Regions from separate parts of the Anas platyrhynchos genome. Here region 1 is linked to region 2. A link is a contact called in public Hi-C data. All regions are on one chromosome and are shown on one strand. Each heading gives the region's core, a stretch centred on a gene start, on an enhancer-like site or on the middle of the called end of the contact. The rest is flanking DNA. Distances are from core to core; before and after follow the strand shown. Region 1 holds the start of LOC110354175. Region 2 overlaps LOC110354175.

Evidence for each region. A called contact is a pair of places that touch in the nucleus more often than the background predicts.
Region 1: a contact with region 2 is called in a Hi-C map of F1 follicle, with 2.2 times the contacts expected there. The contact joins the promoter of LOC110354175 here to the enhancer-like site in region 2. A contact is called at or near these places in 2 of 8 Hi-C or Micro-C datasets (F1 follicle and F5 follicle).

Annotation. Positions count from the first base shown.
Region 1 is chr4:65,775,274-65,782,056 of IASCAAS_PekinDuck_T2T, forward strand. LOC110354175 reads right to left here and starts at 2,973. Exons shown (of 8, transcript XM_072037768.1): 1 at 2,633-2,973. The coding sequence starts at 2,773. It overlaps HS3ST1 (heparan sulfate-glucosamine 3-sulfotransferase 1), which reads left to right and starts at 3,057. Exons shown (of 2, transcript XM_027457382.3): 1 at 3,057-3,233.
Region 2 is chr4:65,660,684-65,668,411 of IASCAAS_PekinDuck_T2T, forward strand. All of the region lies in intron 3 of LOC110354175, which reads right to left. Among named protein-coding and RNA genes, the nearest start is that of HS3ST1, 110 kb to the right of the region's middle. Within about 2 kb of position 5,893, at least 2 of the 8 cell types and tissues checked have an H3K27ac peak or open chromatin away from gene starts, as enhancers often do. A contact at or near this core is called in F1 follicle, where this site is marked.

The sequences.
Region 1 (6,783 bases), core at 1,723-4,222, 110 kb after region 2:
GACTTTCATAAGGCATCAGATCTAGTAACCAGAACATTTGAATTGAAAAAGTAAGGACTATATGTCAAGGGCACTTGAAATAGCTTAACAGCTGGTGAACTCATAGATCTTGAAACCATATTGGCAATTGGGGTTCCTTATCAAAGCACTGTGAAAATGTTTCCAATATGAATGTTAAGGATCAGTATGGCACTCATGAAAATCTGTGAAAAGTGAAGAAAAAAAATTAAACTGAAGTTACTTGTGCCTAGACAAAATACCTTTCAGTGAGATGCTGTAAGAGATCATTTTCTTTAGCTTATCCCCTGCTCACCCCCCCCCCCAAAAAAAAAGAAAAAAAAAGAAAAAATTATAATAATAATATTGAGAAGGTACTTAATTGGAATAAGAAAGTACATTTTGGGGCAAAATATATCTTTAATCTACCTAGGAAGGTGATAATATAAAGCAATGTCTTGGAGCTACAGTTAGATACTGCCAGATTAAAAGGTAAAGATACTTTCTGTTGTTATTTTGATACTGAAGATGGTTCACAATTGGAACAAACTACCTAAAGAAATGGTGATTTTTTTACCTTTTGATTCTTCTATATCAAGACTGGATATTAAATATGAAATAGGTATCACACCATCTGATCTAGAGATCACATGGAAGAAACAGTGATCCTTTATGACTAAATCATGTGCTGAAGCAGTTGAACAGTACCTAAGCATTTTGGATTTCACCTGCTTGCAAGAAGACCAAAACACACTATCATGCCATAAATAGCACAATTAATCAGCAAAGTTAATCTCAAATGAAATTTCTCTACTGTTTCTCTACTGGACTCTCAGACTCTCATGTTTATACTGAAACATAAAGGAATATATTAAAATACAAGTAAAAAGACTATCACTGTTGGTGGTGGGTGCTTGTGTGTTTTTTTTTTCATAGTAAACACAGTAGTGAAATATTCTCTTTACATATTAAAAATTAGAAGGTCAGTATTAACAGATGTCTATTGCTGTTAAAGAAATTATAGTGAAACGATTGAGGAAGCTGAAATACAGGAAATATCTTAACTGCTAAATATGCAAAAAACATTGCATAAAAGAAATTCATAGTTACAGTATCCTATCTTTTCTTGTACTTATTTCCTGAAAACATTTGTCAAAATTCTGTTTAGAGATACCAAACAGAACTGAGTGATTTTTATTCCTCAGATTTTCACTTGTTTATTTTACTAATTAATTTGGCCCTACAAAAGTATGCTTATTCAGGGCTGAAGCAGACAAACAGTTATAAACAAAACAGCTCCCCACGCACTCCTACGTCCTTTAATCCATTTGAAATTGCTGGTGATACTTAAACAAACACAGCACCTTTGTTCTGCATTCCTCAGTAAGAGCCAGAACTAGAAAACAGAGTTCCGTAACTGATTGCTGTGACTCCTGTTACAATACCACTACACACTAAGACTGAAGGAAAAGGATTTAAGAAAATCCACATGATGCAATTTTTACATAGAAGTAGTGCAATAAGCTGTTTTTTTGGTGCCAAAAGCTTGTGTAACCTGACATTTCCACTGACCACAACTCAAGGAGTGCGCAAACAGCAAACACGTCACCACCAATGGTCAAGGTATCCTGCAAAAAGTGGGTGATTAGCCTAATTTAATCAGAAATACGAAAGGCAATTTAAACCTTCCTCACCCAATAACTTACGTGCCTGTATGAACCCTCTCAGATGCGTAGGTTCGGCTCATGCCAGCCTCCTGCCTGGCACACACGTGCAGTGTGAGCCCAGCCCTGCGACGCCTGTGCAAACAGCTCCACCAACACTGACGGAACTTTAAACACCAAACCCTGAATCAATAAAATGACGTGCCATTGGGGAACAGCTCTCCAGCCACACTGGTGAACAAGCGGCCACTCTTTGCAAAGGAGAGCTGCGGTAGTAAAACTCCAGAACAGGAGCAAGAGTTTGGAACAGAAAATGTTTTTTAAAAAGTGTGAATCAGGGAATCTCACACTGACCCTCGGCTGCAGAGAGATTCTGGGCTGCCATCCAAGCCTGTTAGGGGAGTGCTGAGCCATTATTATGCAAGTTACCTCGTTGGGCAAACCGCCCTGAGCCCTGCGTACAAGCAGTACAAGTTGAGCATCGTTAGGAAGAGACCACCACTTTCCGACAGATCTGTCAGCCTGCATGAAACCCCTCAGGAGGGTGGGGAGCTAAATTGACCAAAATCAACTGAGAAATAAGCTCCCCCCTGAGAAATGAGCTACCCCAACATATATATATATATATATATATATATATATATGCTTTTTATTACCAGTAAATTTCAAGAGAGTTTGTCTGATGAATAAATGGATAGAGATGTAGTATGATAATACTTCTAACATACATTGACTTGAAAAATATATATGTACCACGTTTTGGCAAATAGAGACCTATTTCAGTGGATTAACCCTATTACTTTAAAATCCACGAAAAGCCTTTTTTTCCACTCCCCTTAGGAAGCCACATTTCTTACATTCGAGACATCCATCCTGCTTTACGTTCTAGCTGCACAAAAAGCATTTCAATGGAAATAAATAAATAAATAAATAAGATCGAAGCCCAGAAAACACATCCAGGAGGTACTCACGAAGTATATAAAACCGAAAGCGGACAGGGGGGTATTATTCCATATATACACGGGTGTTATTTTTATGGGTACAGAAGGAGGCAGCCGAGGGGTGCTTTCCGTGCCGAGGTACTCCCCCGGTGCCGCATCCCCCGAGCCCATCCCCGCACACGGCAGTGCGCTGGGTGCCGATCCGTGCACACTGCCGGCCCCCCCCGCGCTGCTCCCGCTCCCCGCACCCCGCCACCAGGGCGCCGGATCTGGCCCCGAGGGGACCGGCGGCGCCCGGCGGCTGAGCGAGCGCAGCTGGGAGGGGGCCGGCACCGGGACCGGGGCCGTGTTTGGGGCCGGGGCCGTGTTTTGGGGCCGGGGGCGGTGCCGTGCCTGACGCGGCGGCGGGGCGGAGCGGGGGCCGTACAAACGGGCTGGCGCCGGGCGCTGCTCGCAGGAGGAGCGGAGCGGAGCGGAGCGGGCGGCAGCGGGCGCTCGTTACACCGCCCGCCCCGCCGGCACCGGGAGCGCTTCCCACGGCTCCGCCACCGTCTCCTCCGCCGGTACCGGCACCCACGGGCGCCCATGGCACGGCGCGGAGGGCTCTGCCCCACGGCTCCGCGCCCCCGCGGTGAGTGATGCGCTGGAGGGGGTCCCGCAGAGAGCGGCCGGAGCTGCCCCGGGGAACGGGGAGGGGAGATTGGGGCGGCGGTATTGGGGTGATGGGGGAATTGAGGAGCGGTGCCCCCCGGGGGGTGTCCGGTCGCTGGCAACCCGGGGGTTGGCCGCTGCCGGGGCTGAGCTGCCCGCGGCACCTGCTCCCGGGGAGCGGCGCGGAGAAACCTGCCCCGCTTGCAGCACCGCGGTGCTTGCACTTGCTCACTGAGTCAGGAGCCGGCAGGTTTCGCTTGTCGTGGGAAGGAGGAAAAAAAAAAAAAAAAAAGAATGGGGAGAAAGTGGGGGAAGCGGTCAGCAGGACCTGAATTGCAGATCCATCCAGATTTGGCCCCTAGGCACTCTCTTTCCTTACCGCCTTGTTTTTCTTGTAGCTAAATGACAAGGGCATGCAAAGCCAGAATGGCAGGGTGTGGAAACGGCGTGGCGGAGCGCCGGGCTCCTACCTGACAGCAGAGCAACTTGCAAAAGCTCCCCCGAGCATCTTTGATCTGCTCCCATGCTGAGTGCCGAAGCTGGCCAGGTGCAGCGTGCTCGGCTGCAGCCTGCCAAGCTGTGCAAGGCTGGAGGGCACAGACGTGAACTCGAGCTCACCCTTGTTTTGCCTGGAATAGGCAAGCTGCCTGGGCTAGCACAGGACAGGCACGGGGGCACTGTAGTTCTCTGTGTGTTTTTCAGGGTTAAGGCTGTGTGTGAGAGGTTCAAGTCTATGGGGGGTAAAAGGATGCCATGAGGCAGGGGTGGTAGTTCCCAGCTGGAGGAGTGCTGGCTGGGCATTGTCTTGGTTTGGTCTTGCCTTTTAGTCATACAGAAGATTAGGGAAGGGCACCCAGCTAGGTACAGGCAATTCAATCACCTCAGCTGACTAGGAATTAAAGTGTATGACTCCTTCCTCTCTGTTAGTGCAATGAGTTCAAGGCTTTTGAGTTCAAGGCTTTCCCTGTTCCTAGACTTCCTTTTTGGACACTGGGGAAGCAAAAAAAATTATTAAATATCTGGGAAGTCTCATAAATACCAGGCTTAAATGGCATGGGGATGGGGTGCATGCAGGGACCATCGTTCTGGCACAGGAGAGCCGTTCATTGCCCACTCCCACTGCAAGCCTCTGCAGTGTTATGTGGCAAGAGGAACCTCAACCCATAAATTGTCTTGCAAAAATGGCCTTTCAAACTTAATATGCAAATTATAAATTATTACTATATTTTATTTGTCAGCATTTCTTGCAGTCTTGAACAAGTGTATTTCCCACATTGCTCAGAAAAGAGCACCTTTTAAGAGTGCAGCTACTAACATCAGCTTCAGTTAGCTCTTTCCTATCCACCCTGTCCGCACCCACCTTTCTTTTTTCTTCCCTGTTTTTTTGGAAAATGCAGAGGCTTTTGATATTACGTCTCCGGTCGGCAGCAGATTACACATGTGAAGCAAAGCCAGCTGCTGCAGTGGAAAGGCAATAATTGAGAAGAGCAAATTCTGACCCTCGGATTGCCAGTCTCTGAGCCATGTCCCCTCCTTTTGAGGATACTACCTTGGTTATTCCAAATTAACCATGTGATTACAGACACTTTACTGAAAAACAGTTTTCCAATGCATAAGAATACATGCATGTGTAGATACAGAGAGGAAGACAGAAATGCTTTTTAGTCTCATGAGGGGGTCTCTCCCTCCCTCTTCCAGAAATGCTGCCCATTGCCAAGAAGCTACCAAAGCCCCAGATTGATGCATTTCCCTGAAAAATTTTGATAATTAAAGAGAGCAAGAAAACTGAGAATATCCCCGGGCAGCCCAAAATGGAAGATCCTTCTGGGTCACCTCACTTCTTACTCCAGAGTATCAGGGTTCCCTCCAGGTCACCAAACAGTGCTTCACTCAGTAAATGGATTGGTTTAGTTAAGTCTAATGCAGTGGCGACCTCACCAGTACTCTGCTCCAGTATTAATCTAAAGTCAAGTAGCAGGAGGGTGGCAGACATAAATCAGCTTGGAGTATGATTGCTAAGGTTACTTAGAGGTTTATTTGTTTGTTCATTTTTTTTAGTTTTTATTGTTGGTTTCAATGATTTGCTGCATTTGAGATAGGGCCCACATTGACAGAGAGTGGTAAGAAGTTGCTTGGCAGGGGTAATGAAACTGGGATTGTTGAATATGCTGTGTTCCCTTTTTCAATCCATTCAGTTCAGGTAAGCCTTTGTATGGAAAGGGAACAAGATACAGCAGAGCTATCCTTTCATGCAGGTTGATTTCCTAGGGAAGGTTTCAATGAATTAGAAATCAACTTTATTAACTGTGCAATAGATCTCTGCTTCCCAGTTAGATTGTGACCCATTTTCCTTGGGAAGTGGGAAAACTTCAAGATTTTGAATTTAATGTTTGGGTTTATGAGGGTACAGAGAAGGCACTGATACAGTGTACTTCCCGTTCCCTTTATGAAGGACAACATTTGAGTCCTGCAAGATATTAGGCAATTGCTAGAAGAAGGGCTACAAGAAGGTGGTAAGGGGATTCCATACGAGCATTCAGTACAAAAAATATCTGTGCATCCTGAGCTTCTCAGGTTTATTTTTATTCTGCTGTAATGTCCCATTTTCCTTTTACCTGCATGAGGCTCTCTGAAATGTAGGGTATTCTCTCTTCTAAAAATGTCTATGATTTCCTGGCATGAAACATTGCAGTGGTCCCTTCTGACCTTTTTTAAAAAAAAAAAAAAGTGCATGTTATATATAACTACAGTCTATTATAAATTTGCTACTCTATTGCTCACACTGGAGCTGAACTCCTCCTTTAGAAGGCACGAACCAGTGACCTAGCTAATTTGTATAAACTCTATTTATCACAGCAGGTGCAGAAATATAGCAGATCTCAGCCAAAAATACTTCCTACCAAGTCAACCTTTCTCAGCTTGCTAAGTTCTCCTAACCAAAATTTAGAGGCTTTTTAAGGAATATTTCTGAAGTCTTAAAGCCCGTAGACGATATATCATCATAACCACACTGAAATTATGATTAGATTTCATAACATGCTGACTATAAAAGTTAAATCCACGGTTTTATCTCTTCTGGTTATGCAGTATTTTTTAATATAATTTATGAAATGTAGTTTAAGTAGCTAGGCAGTATTGTTTAGGCACTTTAATACAGATTAATACAATTTCTTATCTTTTCACCTCCCCTCTTAATGCACAGATGGCTTTTTAATATATAATGAGATCAATAGTTTATGCACCTAGAGATCTATGGCTTCAGTAGTATACAGTGCTATTTGACTTGTTATAATTTTCTCTATAACACTAAAGTAGGCAATTGCATATTGTTAATTAATAGAAACTAAGTTTAAACATTTCATTGGCAGATGTTTCTTAAAACTTTCTTAAAATGTGATTTGACAACAGTGTGGAGTAAGTGTGGGAAGCATTTCTTCATGAAGAGGACATTATGAGGGAGTTTAATAGTTAAAATTTTTTTTTTTTCCTTGGAAATATGTTCTGCATTTTGCTGGTTTATAAACTAGATC
Region 2 (7,728 bases), core at 4,643-7,142:
TTTCTACTGTTGGATTTTAGGTCTAACTGATATGATAAATATATATTGTTATATATTTGTATTTATTTTAGACAGAGTACCCTTTAGCTGCTGATTTTAGATTTCTTGGCTCTAAAAGACAGTACAACGAATTAAAACTTGGTCCCCTGATGAATCTCAAAATACAGTACCTACTGAGAAAATAGTCAGGAATGCAGCCTTAGCCATAAGGCCACTGGGAATCGATTTTCAACTCCTATTTTTATCAGTAACTTAGTTAAAGGTACAAAAGTTTTATTAGCACAGTAACTGCTAAGATCAAAGAGTACACTTAACAGTCAGGTTATTACAGGGAGACCTGAATCATTTGGTAAATGATCACAAAGCAATAAAAGGACATTTTGTATGGTCAAACAAAACATAACATAGATGGGAACACAAAGTGCAGGTTGTACAAGTTTCTGTGAGAACTAAGTAATTCAGAAAGGGACTTAGAGGTCATCATAGGCAATTGCCTCAACATGAGTTCACAGCACAAAGCTGTGGCAAGAAGTTCATGTACACTTAAAAAAGTGACTTCAAGCATAGGAGCGAAACCTTGACTATTTTTTAATCTTTCTGCATGGCATGGGTCATGAATTTCCTGCTATGATCATCTGGGCATATCTCTCCTAATCATTGCAGAGGCCTAAAGTACTGCTCGCACCTTGGTTTCTTGTCTCTTTACCTGTGGCATACAACACTTAACTCCCCAGATAGCTGAACTTCACATTATTTAGGCCAACCATCCAGCAGCTTTGGACACAGCGTAGGAGTTCCTGGGTAAAAATGTAATGAAAAAGTAGTATAGATGTGGGGGATCAAATTGCATGAGTGGCAGACAATGTTCCAATCTTCCCAGCCTGGGTAAGAAATTTTCATAAGGCCAACTGCACTAACACGTCCAGATTTTATATTACTGAGGACAGGGAGAGCTCCTGGATCCTCCTTCTCTTGTGATGTTAGGCTTTGCATAACTGGGGTCTCAGAGTGCCTCCACTGCAGAGCCAGCAAGTAGAACATCTGATGTCACCCTATCAGAAAAGTCAAATGTGAACTGAATAAGGGTTGGATGCAGTAAACAGGCTATGGCTTGGCATCCCTTCAGCTAGATGAATCTCTCCAGCTTTAATTTTAAGCTCTAGAATTTTGTGATAAATATTGTGCCAATATTTATTTCAGAAAATTATATTTCTGCCAGTGATAGAAAACATCAAGCTGACAGCTATACTCTCAGCTTTCCTGAATTTGGATTCTCAACATAGATTTCTGTACTTGTCTGTAAGTTGAAATATGTAGACAAACCCTTAAGACCATGTTCTTTTTTTGTAGTGCATTGGTTTTTAATCACACTAACAATAAAGGCTCAAATCACTGTTCACATGTTTAAGAGCTTTCCTTGGTGTTTCATATATTCAAAAGGCATGGAAACAGCATCTTCAGAACAATGCCTTACTCAGACACCTCTTCTCTCAAGTATTTGGGAAAAAAAAAAAAAAAAAAAAAAAAAAGAAAAGCTTATGGAACAGAATCTCATAGTTTTGTGCTCAAATTCAGACTTCAGTTAATAACAACAAGATCCACAGCAACTTCTGGGAGAGGATGTCACTTGTCTTGCTCACAGCATATTCCTTCTCCTCTGCATCTCTGACTGCTGAGAACCCATCCCACCTCATTCCTGAAGACTCTCTTTAACCTCATGATGAAACTTGGAAAGAGTGAACTCCCAGCCTGATGGAGATAGAGGATATTACCCCACAGAGAGTCTTCTTGTCTTTCAAGATTTGCATCTGTTCTCTACCTGTTTGGTTTATGCTTTTAAGCAATTTGTTTCAATGTAACTCCTTGAAGTCAGAAAGCATATTGTTAAACAGGGAATCTAAAGGTATGTCATGTTAAAAGAATAATCCCTGCAGTTCTCTCTGTTTTCCTAAAAGGATTACATTAAATATTTGATACTTGACATTTGTACATAGATAACAAGGTTGCTTTTTTTCTTTTTTCTTTTTTTTTTTTTTCCCCTTTTATAAATCAGAAATTGAGAGAAACCAAGGGGGATAAGACAGATAACTTTTGATTAAGTCATTAGCATGGACCTCTAAAAATGTGGTTCGATACATAAATCGTTTTTTGTCTGATCTTTATTATTCTCCTAGGGCCTGACTAAAGTAGGGATGATAAAACACCTGGTATATAATGAAGATGAATTAATTGATCTTCATGAATGACTTATGCACTACGGAGATGAGGGTCTTAAAAAGATGTGCCAGATGGGCATTTTTTGAGCCAGAGCAAAAGCATCACAGTGGCAATTCTTTTCCCATTTCACAGAAAAGACACAATTTGTTTCTTATGGATTAGAGAGGCTAATTTTGCTAGAGGACAGAACGATTCAAGAAATCTGGAGCATTCAAGGATTTAGTGCTGCTGCCAGGACACATCTGTGAAAAGAAGACTCTTGATCCCATTTATCCTCAACTAGAACAAGCCCAGAGGAGGGTCAGAAAGATGATCAAAGGGCTGGAGCACCTCTCCTATGAAGACAGGCTAAGAGAGTTGGGGTTGTTCAGCCTGGAGAAGACAAGGCTCCGGGGAGACCTTACAGTGGCCTTCCAGTACATAAAAGGGGCCTGCAGAAAAGACGGGGAGGGACTCTTTGTCCTGTCCAGAGACTGTAAGTCCCTGACAGGACAAGGAACAATGGCTTTAAACTAAGAGATAGTAGGTTTAAATTAGATATTAGGTAGAAATTCTATCCTGTGAGAGAGGCATGGCTCTGGAACAGGTTGCCCAGGGAAGCTGTGGTTGCCTCATCCCTGGAAGTGTTCAAGGGCAGGTTGAATGGAGATTTGAGTAACCTGATCTAGTGGGAAATGCCCCTGTTCATGGCAGGTCCCTTCCAACTCAAACCATCCTATGATTCTATGATTCAAACAGTGAGCAAAATCTCCGAGATGACATTCTCAAAATTATCTGGGAAACAACAAATCAAACAACCTTACTCTTTTACATATTCTCCTTTCTGGATGTTGGTTCCTGACTTATTGAGTTTCATGGCTTAAAACTTTATGCTTATTGATTGTGAAATTTGCAAGTTCAGTTCCTTAGTAACAATTTCAATTCCTCCATTGTAAAGACATAGAAGAAGAAATCACTGCAGACTCATGTTGTGTGTTTTATTGGTATTTCTTTGTTTTCTGGTCCGCTTTAAGAAAAATGCACTGAGAACAATCACTTAGTCGCTCATAGAGAAAGCAAGTCTGTTTCTGACCCTGCTCTGCTGTGCAGAAAAAAAGAGGTTTGAGACTCCAAGACGTGCCCCTATTTCTGCCTATGGACATTTTGTTAAATCTGCAGACTTCACCTGAATGTTTTCCATCTCCACAGCCACAGGCAAACATCAACAGGAACAGACACACAGTTTAAGCTCGTAATTAAAACTGCCATCTACCTGAAACACGGTAGTCCAGCACCTAAGCAATCTGCTTGTAATCTACAGAAATATTTTGAGCCAGGAAATGCTTGAGACTCTTATAATTTCTTTAACATTTCCATTTGTGTTGCAGCTAATGCTTTGTTTTAGAGAACACTGTAATTTCATGACCAAGTAAGCATCTGTGAAAGATGCTTACTCTGTGAGGATGCTTAATCTGTGAAGATTTCAGAAACCAATAATATTGAGGTCCATATAACATTAACCAGTATTACTTCAGAAATGACGTTAATATTAATATTTCAGTTTAAAGACTATGGGCTACATCCACAACTGTCAATAAATTAGCAAGATCACTCAGAATGAACAATAGATAGATATTCATTCAAATCATGTTAAATGCGAGTATAAAGACAGAAGAATGCATGAAAGTTTGGAAAATTGTAATATTCTATAACATATATGTATTGAAAGAAGGCAATTATATTCCATGATTTTGTTAAATTGCACAGTAATTTAAAAATCCAATTACATTTAAAACGAACAATTGAAAAGAATAATTATATTTCATTATGTCAGCTGGGTTGCTAAGATGAACATTGTGTACTGCTGGATAGATACTCTGCCATGGAATCCCATAATATGATAAGTTTAAGAAAATCATGATTATCAGCCCAATGTGCTGGGAGACATTTTATTACAGCTGCTGGCTACTGATATATTTAAAACTCATTAACTGGAAATGGGATAGAAACTGAAAAAAAAAAAAAGGAACTGGAAAGGAAAGGTAGCACTCATACCTAAAAACACTTTTTTCAACTTCAATTCAAAAGGATTGGAACTTTTAAGTATTTGATTATATAGCTAGAAATTAGTTGAGAATACAGATGCTTTAAACTGCCACCTTTTGCTAAAGACAATTTCCCAAAACACTTTTACTTCTCTGAAGTAAAATTAAGCTAAAACAGATGCCTGGTTCATGCCACTGCACTGGCAGGTTGTACCCCTGTTTTCAGTCTGGCTATACTTCAATTTATTTTACAGATATTTCAGTGTGACTTTTCCTGCCACTCTTTTGCAGCTGAATAGCACAGGATGCATGGCTAGAAGAAACCAAGAAAGGTTATGACATTTCTCCAGCCCATATAGGATTTCTAGCTGCTGTTTCAATTCCATAGTCTGAATAGCAGCCAGCATAAAGCAGGCATATCTCATGCTGGCATGTAGAGAATAAGGAAAAAGAAAAGTCACATATGTGCAAACAGACTTGCATGGTTTCCTAAGATATGCCTCAGTCTTAGCTAGCATTTGGGAAGTGTTCTTCCCCAGCATATTTAACATCTATGTTAATCATGACTTAGATGTATAAAGCAAATTTAGGGCAAAGCTATCTACAACTTCAGTAAGTTAGAATGAAGTTGCATAAACTAAAAATTAATTGAGCCTTTAAAAATGTTTGTAAATCCCCTAAGTGCTGGCAGGAGCTGTTCTGTGGATACATTTCTTTTTGGAATTATCCCTTTTTATACTTAAAATCCACAGTTATATTAATTTACATCCATTATGCATCATAGTGTTCTGGAATATTTTCTGTATAAATGCTCATCAGTCTTAAACATCAACCTCAAATCTCTGTAATGCCTAATCTATACAAGGGTATGTCATTAGTCACAGCATGCACTATTGGTTAGAAAGTATGACCCATTAACCAAATAATTGTGCCATTACATTTATGTCATACTTGTTAGCTTTAAAGTCCATGTTTTCTTAGGAGCTTCCAGATGCCATTTCATTTCATGAATTAGACTTTCCGTTTTCCCAGCCTTAAAGAATTGTAAATACCACTAAAAATTCAAGACATCTTCTGTCAAGAGTTCATTTTTATAAAAATAATATAATATTATACTTGATGGGAAGAGCTTATGGGAAGAACTTCAACTGCACTTGAGGAGATGACCTAAATACCATGAGAAGACAATAGAAATTACCCATTGCCCCCTTCATACTCAAAAAGAAAAAACAAAAAATCCTTAGAAAGAGGAATTGAGCGAAGGGATAAGAAATTCATGAAGGAATATTTCAAATATACTCTAATTTAATTTAACCTCTAAATCTGCATATAGAATAATTCACATACCCATAAATATCCACTTGTTGAAAACAGACTGTGTAGCAAAGGAAAAAAAAATCCACTTCCAAATACTCTGCAGAGCTGAGGTTAATCTGCAGGTATTATACTCTCATTAATGGACAAAAAGCAGGTCAGCTACTTCCTGGTTTCTCAAACTGCACTGGCAGAACTTGAAGAAAGACCTTGTGTCTGTGTAAATATCTTTATTTAAAATGTAAGACAAAAAGAGGACAAGTCTAGCTGTCTTTCACCAGTCTGAAGGATCTCTCTCCTCCTGACCTTCACCTCACAGTCTCCTCTGTCTGATCTATTTGCCTCTTTTTGCCTGTCTCTGCCTCTTTCAATTTCCAGGGGGAAATGGAAATAATAGCACTGCCTGAGATATGCAAGGCTTTCAGACACAGTGGTTTTTGCTAAATAATGTTTCTCTTTAAAGAAATTGTGGTAGTCGTTAAAAGCTTTGCAAAAGATTTTAAGAATTCTGAGAGGACTTTAAGGTTAATAGTATTTATTTACCTTCCCAGAAGATCTAAAACAGAAATAAACCTTTTATGAAGATGTTTTTCTGAAGTGAGGCGTTGGGCCCAGATCTGTTCTTAGTTAATCAAGGAAAAACTCACAAGGCTAACTTCAAGTTTACATCATGTGGTGGTTTTACCGTGCTGGGCAGCTAAACCCCACAACCGCTCTCTCACTCCCCCACTTTTTAGATGAGGAGGGGGAGAAGTAAACCAAAGAACAACTCACGGGTTGAGATAAGGATAATTTAATTAATGGGAAATAATAGTAATAATTGAATAAAGATTACTATGAACTAAACAATTTAACTAAAGGGAAATAAAAAGGGGAAGGGGAAAAGGGAGGGGGAAAGGGAAAATAAAAAGAAGGGAGGAAAACAAACAAATAAAATAAATGAAGGCTATGTGGAAGTGCAGAGGAAAGAAATTACTCTCTACTTCCCACAAATGAGCGATGATTGACCACGTCCTTGAAGCAAGGCCTCAACACACATAGCCGGTGTTCGGGAGGAGGACCAACGTTTTCACAACCAGGGCCCACCCCTCCTCTCTTCTTCCTGTTTCCACTTTTTATTGCTGAGTGTGACATCACATGGTATGGAATATCCCTTTGGTTGGTTTAGGTCAGCTGCCCTAGTGATGTTTCTCTTCTCACTTTTTGCCCACCCCCTAGGAGGGTTAGAGAGAGTCCCGATGCTGTGCCAGTGCTGCTCAGCAGTAGACACAACACTGGTGTGATAACACTGCTGTTCCAGCTACAAGTGCAGAGTACAGCACTGTATGGGCTGCTGCAGGGAAAGTTCCAGCCAGACCCAGTACACACCACTGTTAACAAGAACAGACTTGTCTAATGTAAAGAAATTTATTGTAAATTCTATTAAGTTATATTAAGTGCAAATCAGAGTATACTTCTTGCAATATCTATTACGGTAAAATATGCAACTTAGCTGCAGAACAGATGTTCATGTTGTGACAGAACCAGCTACCCGCTAACGTAGACACCTCATTTGGATCATTTAACTTATGCCATTATGGTGTCAGTTCAGGATTACTTCCCAAACAGCAAACATTTTTCGAGTGACTTTATTTCTAGTTCTTTCTTATTTCTTCTTCTTTCAGGAAGAGAGTGATCCTGATCTAAACACATTTTTTAAGGCTTTTTTTTTCTGAATTTAATCTAGCTTAAGTTCTCACTTCCATCTATTGTTCTTAGGTATGCTTCATTTTAGCCCTCTAAATAATTCCTCATACTTCTTGATATTATTACATTTGTAGTTGCATTTTCATTTTTTTTCCATGTTATTAAAAAAAAAAAAAAAAAAACACTGAAAAACAAGAATAAAAACCATTGCCACCACTACCAAAACCAAAACAAACAAACAAAAACATCCTTTGACATCAATCTTCAATCTGAAATCAATGGGTATGTTTTCATTATCCCAGATCAGTCCCTTTTTCAAACAGTGCAGAAGAATAAGGTATATACAGCACGACCCTTTTCTTGACAGATGACAGCAATCAGTAGTTTAGAGATTCCTCAAGCTAGAGGTTACCTCTGGGCCACAGTACTTCAGATGCCTATTATTCATAAATTTGCCTAATACCTTTTTGAACCAATTTATAATTTT